Regions from separate parts of the Zea mays genome. Here region 1 is linked to region 2. A link is a contact called in public Hi-C data. All regions are on one chromosome and are shown on one strand. The core of a region is the stretch at or near the end of the contact, and the rest is flanking DNA. Distances in the headings are between cores, read along the strand shown. Region 1 has its middle 18 kb from the start of LOC100217208. Region 2 has its middle 41 kb from the start of LOC111590099.

The links. Hi-C and Micro-C count contacts between places; a contact is called where the count stands out from the background.
Region 1: a Hi-C map of endosperm shows a contact between it and region 2, with 4 times the contacts expected there. The contact joins two enhancer-like sites. A contact is called at or near these places in 2 of 25 Hi-C or Micro-C datasets (ear and endosperm).

Annotation. Positions count from the first base shown.
Region 1 is chr8:133,521,234-133,528,445 of Zm-B73-REFERENCE-NAM-5.0, reverse strand. No RefSeq gene overlaps it. Among protein-coding and RNA genes, the nearest start is that of LOC100217208, 18 kb to the right of the region's middle. Within about 2 kb of position 3,050, at least 19 of the 20 cell types and tissues checked have an H3K27ac peak or open chromatin away from gene starts, as enhancers often do. A contact at or near this core is called in endosperm, where this site is marked.
Region 2 is chr8:133,267,032-133,273,934 of Zm-B73-REFERENCE-NAM-5.0, reverse strand. It overlaps the pseudogene LOC100383780. Among protein-coding and RNA genes, the nearest start is that of LOC111590099, 41 kb to the right of the region's middle. Within about 2 kb of position 2,029, at least 1 of the 20 cell types and tissues checked has an H3K27ac peak or open chromatin away from gene starts, as enhancers often do. A contact at or near this core is called in endosperm, where this site is marked.

The sequences.
Region 1 (7,212 bases), core at 1,801-4,300, 250 kb before region 2:
CACGTCTTCATAAAACTAGCCTGTAGGAGGATATAGAATCATCTGATCCGTAAATGTAGGATGCTACAAGTAAACTTTACAAGTCTTGGGACTTGATTATTGCAAGCAATTGACTTATCCTTTATTTTGGTTTGTGTTTGTTGGTCACTTCTAATGTTTGATAATCATTCTGCGTTACTCCTTTCAAAGTTGTGGGTTAAAATCTTTCATTGCTGCCTGTTTGCTTCTACCCAAAATTTTAGTTGATTTCTGTGGATCATTGCAACTCGAACCATCTCAGTTGATGTCACACCTAGATTTAAAGGTAAATCTAGGTGCGAATGAAATGTGTGCTAAGATCAAGTCTCACACATATGATGACTTATGGTATAAAAATGAATATCACATCTTTACTATATAATAAAAGTTTTGTATAAAATAGTTAAATAATTACATCATATGAAGACAACGATACAACAACAATAGTTAACTGGGAGACGACAGTCTAGACCTCTCACAAACTCATGCGGCATCCTTCATACTCCATCTTGTGGTACTTGTTTTTACCTGGAGGAGGTGAGTACAGCAAGAGTGAGCTCACGTATGTTCATTGCTCAACAATTTGTGGTGAATAATGTGCACAAGCTTACTTACGGTATGGCTCATGTGAAATATGTCTTATAAAAGAAGATGGTTAAAGCTGAGCATTGCTTTTAAATTTAGTTAAAATTTTATTAGCAGTTATTAGGTATAAGTAGATACCAACCCAAATAAATAAGAGATCAATATTAATAATAAAACCCGTAATGCAATGCATATGACAAATTAAGTTTAGTTCCATAAATTACTGATGTGAGGGTCCGAGCCACTCATGACTGTGAGAACAGTTGATATACCAGTTTGCCACTCTGTAGAGGTTGCACATCTTTACCCACAAGTCGTGTTATTCATTGCCACGGTCATGAATCCCATACATCTCTACTGAGGAGACGAGGCAAAGTAGCACTACGAGGCCTTTACAAAGTTCTAATAGCTTCAGAAAACCCACTACGGTTTCTGAGAAGGGCGATATAAGAATCCATCGTCCAAAAAGCCATCGCAGAATGATCGACCCGAGAACTTCCCTATATCGGCAGCTCCTCTACCGTCCTTGCCCCTTTCGAGTAAGGTAGTCCTCCACTAGCTTTCCTAATTAGTCAGCCAAGGGCGTCTCATATCACTCTTGTGGTAGCACTGTTTTCTCGGGTGGTTCTCCATGTTCCAATTAACACAATAATCATATCATAAACAATAATTAAATTAACAACAAAATTGGAACATGATCATAATTCAGTATAACATTAATCCCAAAACCAGGTAGAGCAATAGCAAGTCTACCTAATAGTTCATGTGTCTGCAAGGTGTGGCGTAAATAAAACTAGTGAAACCTATTGGGTCCCATCAAATTAACATGAGCATGTCACAGTGATTAACAGGAACATTATTAGGTAAAGAAGAGTGATCAAGCGTACAACTTGTCTTTGACTTGTGATCCCAAGTACTTCACTAAATTGGTCTTCGGGTTCCTCGTGGCCTCGCTGCTACTCGAAGCAATACATACAAATAAACAAGGAATGCATAAAAATAATAGTACACCAAACATGAGAACAACCAGCGTAAGGATATTCTACGTGTTGCTACGAGATCGTGGGTTCGAGAACCACAAAAATCGGAGCTACATTTAGAAAGATATGATTTTCCAAAGATTTAGGTGATTAAATAATAAAAAATATATTATAAATCATGTGGTAAAGATATTACCAAAAAATAACTTAATTGAACCTTATTCTAAGTTACAACTTGATTTGAGATCATATTCTAGTTAAATTATAATTATGGACATATTAACCTTAATAAGAAGAGGTAGTAAAATAAACATAGGTTAAATATAAAAGTACATGATGTGTTATGAATAATGTTTTACTGCATAGACAATTTTATTACGAATCTAACGCAACTTGAACAGATCAAATCAGAGTTAAAATGAGCAAGATATGCAATAAATAAGATTTAGGATCACTTTATACTAATTTTACTAGATCCAGGGATCAATTTGTAAATTCTAGGGGCCTATACTCAGTTATTTAACACGACAAAGGATGGGGGGTTGAAATCTACAAACTCTTAGGGCTCTTTTACAAAACAGCCGCGCCGAAGGGGGTACAGGTTAATATGAGCCGCTCAGATTTAGATCAATGGCTCAGATTAGACCGTTCATCCAAGTAAACCGGTATGTGCTCGGGATGCTCGGATCTTAAATGAACGACACGGATTTTATGAAGCCTGATCTTTTCCGAGTCCCGCGATCATGATCCAAGGGCTCCGATCAATCCCACCCCATCGAGACCTAACACCTAATCATGGTCGTCTATCTAGGAACCAACGACACATACCCCGTCTTCACTCCCAGACAACCCAAGGCGGCGCCGCCCACCCATCACGGCCATGGTTCGCCGGTGAAGGCATAATGGGCGACCCCCTGTGCAATCTCCCACGTGGTTTAGCGCTCTGCAAGGAGTAGAAAACATCGAAGCTAGTAGTGGCGCCATACGGAGGAATTAGGCTGTGAAAAATACCCGCCCACGGTGGGGGCGGATCTGCGGCGGAGCCTTGTCTCCAGCGAGCAATTGAGTCGGCGATGGTAGCCCTATCCACCCGATGACACCGCAGAAGGTTTGCACATGAACTAGCGTTCATCCCCGACCACGCCACGTGCATAGGACAGCCATGGAATTGTGGGACCATGACGGCGGCACAAAAATCTCCCTTGGCATGCACTTCACGCCCGGGTGATGATGGTGGCTTCGAGTTGTCGACGCAGCCTGATATGGGGTCACGGATCGTAAGTTTTATAAGGTATGGGGAGAGTCTGATACGGGTGGAATCGGATCGAGCGAGTGACCAATCCCGGCGGCTACGGTCTCTCTGTTTGGTTACGACTTCTGCCTTATCGCTAGGTAGGTGACATCTGAGTAGGGGTCCCACCAGCCAGTGCCCGAGACAGAGCATGCGCGCGGGCGAGTCTCTGGCGAGCGTGGCCCACCCGACGGTGGGAGAGGCACTCAGTACCGATGTATGCGCTATGTGAGGTCAGACTGACCGGTGGGGCCCACACATCATTCTTGTGGGGAAAAGAAACGGGGCAGAGAAGTGGCCCGACAAATGTCTGGATGTGAAGCTGGACTGCGCAAGATGGGATGGGGTGAGGTAGCCGGTTGCACGGGTGAGATGGGCCGTGGGGTGGAGAGATGGCCCAGAACAGGCATAAATTCTTTTCTTTTGTCTTAATTTCTTTTTAAGTTCAAATCTAGTTTTGAGATTCACATATTTGAATGCACAACCAAAGATATAGCATGATGCAAAGTATATATATTTTATTTTACTATCATTATTCAACTCTTTTAAGTAAATGCCCCAAATCGTATAAACTTGATAAAAATGCAACACACAATTTAATAATTAGGGTTCCTTTTATTAAATAAAATAAGTATTAACTTCATTGCAAATTAGATGTCTATTACCTTTTTATAAATGACCATGAAGTCCCTATTAGGCCACACTTTTGTATACCTCTTCAAAAAGTATTTCAATGTATAGGTTTCCATGAAAGGAATAATTTAACTCCCTAGAGGCTCTTTTCATTTAATCCCTTGATTCACAACATAAGTATTTTAATCTTGTGGTAAACATCCTAAATTACCTAAAATATGACTTTAGGGTATTATAGTTGATTTCTACTTGGCATTTCTCAAAACAAATTTATGATTAAGTTTTCTGTTCCTTTTTTGTTTTGGACAAATAGATCTCATTCAACCCAAACGCATTTCATGCAAGATATGAAGGTAATCCTAGGTTACCGTCTTGGTTGCCTCATGTTTGTTTACCTTCGATTGCTTTCCAAATTATAACCTGAATTTGTTTCGTGTGTTGAGAGCTGTGAAGGTCTGCTAGCATGTTGTTTGATAGTGTTAGAATTGTATTAGGGTTTGGGAATCTTCCCTATGTATTTTACCCTCTCGCCCCTCTGTAATGGGCCAGGCCTAACACCAAGTCTATTAATACATATCCCCACCCTATTCTAGGGTTAGGGGTTTCAATATGGTACCAGAACCAAACTCATTTTTCTCTCCCTCCCTCCCAGTCGGCGACTGCCTCTTTCTCTCCCTCCCTCCGAGCCGCCAACCTACCCAGCCGCCGGCTTCTCCCCGGCGCCGGCCACCCTGCTCCCATGGCGCACCTCCCCCACACCGGTGCTAACGCTGCCACCAGTCCGGGTGCGAGCGCCGCCACGGCTCTGCCCGCGGACGCCGCCTCCCTGCCCGCGACCCCCTTCCTGGCCACCGCCCACGTCGTCATTCCCCTGAGCGCGGCCCCCTCTATGCCCGCCTCACTAGGCGCGGCCGACCCTCTAGCCGCCGTGCAGACAGCTGGCCTCACCACTGTGATGGCCGCCCTGGGCGCGACCCTATAGGACCTAGGACACCGGCTAGAGGGCATGGTGAATAGACGATTTTAACTAAAAACAAAGACACTAGAGAAATTTAATCAAAACAACAAGAGATATAAATTTCCTAGCTTTGATAGGCTAACAAAATATGATGAGCAATTTATATCAATACTACAAATGATAGGCAATACACAAATCACTAACTACTTGCAAGTAATGAATAAAGAGTGAGAGAATGACACTGAAATTTATCCCGTAGTATCGGTGATTTGCCGATCACCCCTAATCCATGTTGAGGTGGAATTCAAGCTCTCATTTGCTCCTCTATCAAGACACGACTTGATATTTGAGCCAAGTGGACAAGAACTCACTCAATACCTCGATTCCACTAGCGTGGCCTTTGTCGCTCCAGCGAGTTGGGCACGAACCCCTCACAATCAACACTACGAATCCTCCACAATCTTCACGGAGAGCTCAACACCCGAGCCGTCTAGGAGGCGACAACCTCCAAGAGTAACAAGTCGATGATGCTTGCTCGGTGTACCACCTAGTGCCTCAAAAGATCACAATGGATGCAAATGCACTAGAACCTCTCAACCACTCACTAGAATGCAATCTCAAGCAAAGAGTGTGAGAGTTTGAGTTAGAGGTGTAGGAAACGGGTGACGCCTAAGAGGGGGGGTGAATTAGGACTTCTAAAACTTTTACTAAACTAGGCCACAATTAAATCCCTAGAGCAAAACCTATGCAAATAATCAAAACTAGAATGTGCAAACTCGGTTTTGTCTAAGTGTTGCTATCTCTACCGCAAAGGCTAAGTTTCAATCTACACTAAATAAGTATGACAATAAGATTGAAACTTAAATGCTTAATATAAATGCGGAATGTAAAGAGCTAAGTAGAGAAGCAAACTCTCGTGGAAGACGCCGGTATTTTTACCGAGGTATCCGAAACCACGCAAGGTCCCGACTAATCCTCGTTGGTGCCCCTACGCAAAGGGAAGCCCACGCGAGGGCCAAGCACCACGGTCGAGTAACTCCGTAGAGAGCCGCGGGCCTTCTCCACGCGCGAGTGGTGCTCCGCTTTCGGCTCCTCTCGGACGCTCCCCGCCGTCTCCACTATCGAGCTTCCGGCCGAAACGCCGCGGGCCTCGTTCCCTCCGGTACACGGTGGCGGCCGTGACACAAACGCGGTTGTCACGGTCTCGCAAGACTCTCGCCCCACTCGGTACAAATACAACGACTCACGCAAGAGCCGAGGGGTTGTGTGGTTTTACAAAACTCACTCAACTAACTAGGGTTCACCTAGAGCAAGCGCTAAAGCGGTCTAACTAACCTAAGCACTTCGCAAAGCACCTACGCTAATCACCGAGTGATTCTATTAAGCACTTGGGTGTTTGAGCTCTTGGAAATATGCACTATGTGTCTTGGTATGTTGCTTGGGCTCTCACACTTGAGAATGGCCGGTTGGGGTGGTATTTATAGCCTCCACACCCCAAACTAGCCGTTGGACAGAAAGCAGCAGCTTTCTGTCGTCGGGTGCACCGGACAGTCCGGTGCACCACCGGACATCTACTGTGCATTGTCCGGTGCACGCCACGTCAGCCGACCGTTGGCGCCTGTAGCAGTCGACCGTTGGATCCGACCGTTGCCGTCTGCCCGTTGGCACACCGGACAGTCCAGTGCACACCGGACAGTCCGGTGCACACCGGACAGTCCGGTGCTACAGCCAGAGAGCGCCTGTCTGCGGCCTCTCTACGCAGACTGTCCGGTGCCTCACCGGACACCAATGTCCGGTGCGCCACCAGGCGTTGGCTGACAGCCCTCATCTTGGATTTCTTCGCTGATTTCTTCGGGCTTCTTTGTTCTTGAGTATTGGACTCCTATGTATCTTTTTATGTCTTCTTTTGAGGTGTTGCATCCTCATTGCCTTGGTCCAATTCTCTTCGCATCCTGTGAACTACAAACACAAACACTAGAAAACTTATTAGTTCACGGATTGTGTTGTTCATCAAACACCAAAACTCAATTAGCCAAATGGCCCGGGGTCCATTTTCCTTACAATCTCCCCCTTTTTGGTGATTGATGACAACACAACCAAAGCAAGCAAATAATACAAGTATTTGAATGAAAATATGCATTTTACTTGCTAAGATGCATGATTGTCCCCACAATGTGATATTATGGACTTAAGCCTCCCCCTAACTCCATAATTCACTTACTTCCTAATTTTTTTTTGGACCAAATAACCAAAACCACTTGAAAACTTGGAGATATAAAATTTCAAATTTGTGGTGTTTGGTGTTTGATATAGTTTTCATTGCTTTGGTCCCTAAACTTCTCCCCCTTTGGCATCAACCACCGAAAAGGAAGACATTAAAAGCAAGTGAAAATTAGAGGTGCAAGACATGATTTGAAAAGACTAACTTCCCTTATGCATAGGTAACAGAATATGAGTTAACCACTTATGCATTTTTAGCAACATGGAAGCATATGATATGAAATATAGTCTAATCAAATATTGGAGAAGACATGTAAATGATACTGAATATAGTCTCAAAAGATACCAATTGAAGATCAATGACGAGCTTGAGAGACATGAGAGTTCTTGGAGATTTTGCAGTGGAAGATTGTTGTCTTTCTCCGGGGACTTCATTTTCCTTACAATGAGACTATCACATGAAATAGACTTGAAAAGGTGTTAGTCTCAAAGTGTTAGATTATAGAGTAACCTCCCCCTAACGGTGT
Region 2 (6,903 bases), core at 780-3,279:
TGGTGAAACTGCAAGCTGTTATCCGTGGACATCTAGAGGCGGCCCATGCCTCACGGCCAAAGCAGATCAGATGAGATTTTTTGGTCTTGCGTGGTTCTTTTTAATCTACTCACATGATACTTCTTATTCATTGCCATCCAATTTAATTAATTGCCCTCGATTGAATTGGTTCCTTTGCCATTTTACTTAGGAGGATAAAAGAAGACACTACCTTGGCACATGCCTGTTGTCACAATGGACAAAAGAAGATTAGTGTTGTGTGAGATTTTTTTCATTCCTTTGATCTATTGCATGCTATTTGTACCCTAATCGACAAAATAGATGAGACTCAATTCAGGAGCAAATCACCAGTCCTGTTCACAGTCCAATTCACTATGGCTAAAATATCAAACTTATGCTCCTTGAGGTTTGTTTTTTCCTTATCTTCCTTTAATATCTGATGACTGATGGACTGGTGAGTTCATGATCTGCTTCATGCTTTTCCTTTTATATATGGTCACTACCTCACTGGTTAGTTCATGGTGCTTTTTGTCTACTTCTTTGCCCAAAAAAAATCCCGGGGCGAATTTCAGCATGCTTTTCCTGCTTCCGCTGTGCAAATTCACAGGATGCGTGGGAAATGTGTTCTTGTTTCGTCGGGTGGTGTTCTTGCCATTCGTTTTAGCTCAACACAAAACAAATGCTTCTTGTTCTTCAGGTCGCCCTGTGTTTCTTTCTCGCCAGTTTGGGCCATGGATTCTGGTGTGCATTTGTTCAATATATCTTAGTATCTTATTTAACAATCAGTACTTCTCTGATGCTCAAGAGATCAATTTACTCAAAGTAGCAAACTGTATCATAGTTGTATACTTTATCAAACGAGGAACCTGATGCTTGTAGTATAAGCCTCATTTTGTTCCAAACAAGACAGGCTTCGGATACAATCACCTGGAAATCAATCAGTAAACTTTTGCTATTCAGTTTTTTAAATAAAAAATTTAGGCCTTACGACTTTCCTCGCAATGTGTTCACATGTAGATTACCTTATTGCATTGCCTACTTTTGTCCGTTGTGTAAACCAATCTTTTATCATTTATCAAATGATTTTGCTCTTAACATTAACAAATTATCGTTTGGTCATATGCAACTAATGACATCACATTACCAAGATTCTGGGGACCCATCGCTACCTTGTGTCAACAGTAGACTGACCAGATCAGGTACCATTTTGAAACCTGTGTACAATTTCATTTCTCAATAACTGGCCGAACATAAATAGCCAAGGCATGGGTTTATGCCAATACTCATAGGTTAAATGACACTTTGGTCATATGCATAGTTGCCACCCTCAAATGCCTATCTCATGATAGAAGTAAATGGTGGTCTAAATCAACAACGACTTTCTATAAGTACCATGACTATTATTCTTGAACAAATGTGTGCTCATGGTTCTGAGTAGATATTACCATTGCCATTGTTTTATATGGAAGTCCAGTGCCTTGTCAATCTTTGGTCCACGAGTAAGTGTTTTGGATATTCATGTTAGTGTACACTGTAATCAACAGAGCTGGTTTTCTTTAACAGTTTTGTTATGAAATCATGGAACTGGCAACATGATAGAATTTTTCAAGGAAAAAAAGGTAATATATTAATTGTGCAGCGTGCCAATCTAATATGAGTTATATTAATTGTGCCTAGAACCTGTCTAGACAATCTGGAGTAATATATTAATTGTGCAGAGCTGTCTAGAACCTGCCGAAACAATCTGGAGTAATATATTAATTGTGCAGCGTGCCAATCTAATATGAGTTATGTTCTTTTTGGTGTTCCTTTCAAGGGAAACGCTCGGCGGCGAAGCTAAAGCAGAGCTTGCGCTACACGCGCTGCGAGCAGTTTCTGTCTAAAGGGCAAGGTCTGATCTCATGTGAGTCATGTCTGGTTGGTGTGATACATTAATCTTAATCAATTTTTGTGATTTTGGGGATTTCTGGTTTTTGGTTGACAATTCGCCAGTGGTGTACATGACAGATTTGAGCTCCCCGTGGCACTGCTCGCCCGGCCAGCCACCATCCCGGTCTTGCGCTCGGCGGCGTGCATGGTGTGCTCGTCCCTGACAGTGGCTAGCTTCTGTTTTCTTAATTGATGGCTAGCTTCTGTTTTCTTAATTGATGATTTGTTTTTTCCTTTTCTGATCGTCAATAGGGAAGAGACGACGATAACATGGACACTGTTTTCTAAATGGATCAGTATTTTTGGTATATACACATGCTTTTACTAGTAGAGGAGTATTTATTTTCATTTGTAGCAGCCAAGGAACTTGTGCATTCCTTATGAATCATGAGAAGACCATGAAGATGCACACAAATTTGCTTGACTTCTGACCAGTAATAATTAGCGAAAGAAAGAAAATCCAGAACCATGAATCAGCTTGATAGCAGTAACAAATTTGCTTGACTTCTGACGAGTAAGAAATTGGCAGCAAGTTCAGCAGGGGCCAGACTAATAAATCAGCTTGATAGCATCCTTGCAGCGGTGCCTTGGACTTTGGCGGTTAGAAGAGGTTTATAATTTTATATGATGAAATTATGTGCATCTTCAGTTGTTTTTGCCTCACTGCTCTGTAAGGACATATAAAATTGGTATTTGTACTTTCTAAGGTTCTCCTTGGAATGGTAGAGTTTTACAGGGAACCTTCCATCATCAGTTGCTGACATAGCTCGAACTCGACGTTTCTTCTTCGCCAGTTGCGGCTCTGGATAAACTCGAAGCTGACCTATCCAAGTTCGACGACGGGCCCTTCTTCCTAGGCCAATTCAGCTTGGTATCTCGCTGCATTCCCGGCCTGAAACGTGGTTTGATCGTCCAAGAATTTTTTTACTCTTTCTAATAACAATGCTCGACCCCCTTTTCAGGCGGATGTAGCGTACATTACGATTCTGGAAAGGGTTCAGATATACTATTCCCATCTTAGGAACTACGACATCGCCGAAGGCAGGCCCAACCTCCAGGAATTCATCGAGGAGATGAACAAGATTGAAGCGTATGCGCAGACCAAGAACGATCCTCTGTTCTTGCTTGATCTTGCCAAGAACCATCTTAAGGTTAGATACTACAGAACAGATAGTAAAAGTACGGTAGGTTTTTCTTTTATTTGCCAATCGGTACCAACTGCTTGCTGCGACTTTTCCAGATTGCCTGAAGATGTGACAAAGCAGCATTAGTCCGTTGATCGGTGGAAGACCACTCGTCAGTGTTGAGTTGAATGTTTGATCAATAAAATACGGCATGTTGTAAGGGTTGTTTTACGCTATTTATAATACAATGTACTGTTCAGTTGTTGAACTCTATTTCTTAGTCATGCCAAGTGCTTTTCTTATTTGAATCACATTACAACAAAAGGTTGAAAGACAAAAAACAAAACAAAAAAAAACGAACAGAGTGCTTTGACTCTTTGAATCATCCAAGCCAATTTTCCTATTTGGGTCCCAAGTTTCTCTAGTCTTTGGGCCGAAAAGATATGGGCCTGTTCAATGCCCATGATCTCGGTTCTCGATGTATCAGGCTTACAAAACGTTCTCTCAAAACATTGTAAATTTGAAGCTAAGGTATGCTCTGAGTTTTTCTTTTCTGTTCTAGAGTTAATAGCTGACTGTTTCTGTTAACTGAAAATGTATTTTTCATACAATACTTATATAAACGTTATATTATGTTAGGACATTTTGGCAGTCCACTAATTATATCTGGTTTGATGTTGTTATAAAGTGATCTCTGCTATCTAATCTATTTTGGTGGCCGTAAAGTTTTGCTTGCTTGAAATTTGATCACATTAGTTGAATTTTGTCTATAATCACATCAGATGAGAAATTATACAACTTTCTTGCTTAAATGTATAGATCACCGTTTAATTTTTTGAACTTTATTTTATCTAACAATTGTCTCTCTACAGGTTGCTGACTTTGGACTTGCAAAGTTCACTACTGATAATAACACCCATGTTTCAACAAGAGTAATGGGTACTTTTGGGTATGTATGAATGCTACCTTATAATTCAAGTTCAAGGTTAGACATTATAGGCAGACATGCTGCATACCTATTTGGCTGAAAATTTTAAGCATGTGGATGCCATTACCTAATACTGATGCCATTTAGACTAGATCGGAATCTGGTTAGTTTCCTTAATGATACATACCCTATAGATTTTTGTAACCTTGTCATTTGCATCATATTCTCAGCTATCAGGAGAGTTATTCCAACATTCAACTTGTTATGCTAATGCTAGTAATAATTATGGCTTGCTAATACACATCTTCTTGGCTCTAGGTATTTGGCACCTGAGTATGCAGCATCTGGCAAGCTCACAGAAAAATCCGATGTATTTTCTTTCGGAGTCATGCTTCTTGAGCTTATTACTGGGCGGCGACCAATTGACACAACCCAATTGGCACTGCTTGTTATAAGCACATATGTACTTCCATTTGCATGTTGTATAATACTAATACCAATTGCAAAATTATAGTTATTTTTTCTACCCTTGTTAGTTAATAAGCATATTTGTGGTCAATAGGTTGTATTCTTATTCTTGTAACCGTGTTAATTAATGTTATGGACTTGTAGTCTTGTATTACCTTGTGAATATATCTGTCCCTGCCTGCCATGTGAACGTGCTTAGCCTGGAATTTGTGATATGTACATATATCCATGTGTTTGAAATCTGTATTGTATGTGATATTCCGTGTTGCATGTGATATTATGTACGTCTAATTTTTCATTTCTGTATTTTTTTATTTTTTTCTGGAAAAGGGCTAAGAACGTGGGTACCCACGTTCTTAACGTTAAGAACGTGGGTACCGTCGAACTTTATGTGCAGCCCTCGTCGACCCACGCAGGACCCATAAGTTCGACGGCCACGTGGCCCCGTCGAACTTAAATGTAAGAACGTGGGTGCCGTCGAACTTATGGGAACAAATTCGACGGCCCCCGTCGAACTTAAAAACCCACGTTCTTAATGTTAAGTTCGACGGTACCCACGTTCTTAATGTAAGTTCGACGGTACCCACGTTCTTAATGTTAAGTTCGTCGGGGCCGTCGAACTTACTTCTCTAAGTTCGTCCAAAAATCGACGTTGGCTATATTCGTCGGTAAACCCACGTTCTTATGGTAAGTTCGACGGCCTATTACATTAAGTTCGACGGTTTTTCACCCACGTTCTTTAACTAGTTTCCTGTAGTGTTCGGCCACCAGCTCCAAGAGGCAGAGGCGCCAGGGGCTTCGGCGGAAGATTCGGAGATCAGCCAAGGAGACTGTTTTGCCTATTCTGTGGAGAGGGCAAGGGCCACACCACTAGGACGTGCCATGTTACAATCCAGAAGCAAAAGGAACTAGCCGAAGCTGCACCTCAACAAGCTCAGTCGAAGCAGGTTATGCATACTGCTTCGTTTCATCCGCCTTATGTCCCACAATACATAGACAACCACCCTGCGGCTTCTGTAGCTTCGGCAAGTCAACCTCAAGCTTCCTGGCAGCAGCTTCCGCCTCCACCTCCATTGCAGCAAGGTCAACAGCCAGAAGGGAGTCAATACGCTCCACATCAGAGGGACTTCAGAGAACAGTCCGAAGCTCGCACAGTCAACAGCACTGTGCCAGAGTCGAAGCACATTTATTGACATATCCTACCTTTGATAGCAGTCTTTTCTATTCAGTTTTATTTTCTGTGAAGCAAAAAACATTGATAGTTTTCATGTAATAATTTCGTTGTTTCCCACGAGGAAAATCTATTTGCTCCACAGGCCTAAGTTGCTGAAGCCTAAAACTTTTTCCGTTACCAAGGAGGACCTTCGGATTAAAAATCCTTCGGAGTAACAGAAAGTCGTTCTAAGGAACGCAGAGTAAGTTTATGAAGTCACAAAAAGCCGTTCCAAAGGGAGCGCAGTGTAAGTTTTCTGCTCAGAAGTCGTTCCTAAAGGAATGCAGAGCCTACAGCGAAAAGTCAACGCTGATACCGCCTAAGTAAAAGGCGAAGAAGCTCCTAAGGGAGGCTTACAGCGAAAAGTCAACGCTGATACCGTCTAAGTAAAAGACGAAGAAGCTCCAAAGACGTTCCCAAGGGAATGCAGAGCTTACGAATATATTTTATGTGTATCTCCGGAACAAATGTCACATGCATAACATAACATCATCACATCATTTTGCATAGCATAAGCATCATACATCATGTTGCATTTGGCAAGAGAAGGAGATACTCTCAACCTTCGAAAGGATGCTTTGAGAAAGTGACATCGAAATTGTACAGCTTCGGAATACAGCTTCGGAGAATATTTTTACGAAACATGGGCGAGCTTTATCAGATCAATATCGAAGTTGTGTAGCTTCGGAGTTTAGCTTCGAAGAATGTTTTGACGAAGCATGGATGTGATTCATCAGAATAATTTTAACGGAGAATGCCTTCTTCACGAAGCATGAAAAGAAGGGAAGGTGTTTTTTCGCCAAAGGCTCAAAAATGGTATGTATTTAATGTTTCATGCATCGTAAAGAATTCAATAATGAAAGGAGATTTGTATATTACATTCAAATGTACAAAGTGTTACATAGATTACATTTTAAATGATTTTTCCAAATAGCATCTAATCTTCTCAATACTTCTTCGGCGGCCTCATTTAGAAATTGGTCAACAACCTTGTCCAAGATAGTTTCGGCCATTTGTTTAATTTCTTCGTCGACATTTGATCCAGCAGTTTCTGAGGGAAGAGAACATTTCTTCATTACTTTTGCAAACCTTGAGCAAAGTTTGGAATAAAAATTACAACACAATAAGAGCGACTAATTGGTACCTAATTGCCTTTCGGGCTCTGTACTCCTTTCGGCAGCTTCTGCCACTTTTTTGGCGTCATGAATGCCTTTTTCGCTTCTTTGGATGATCTCTTGCGC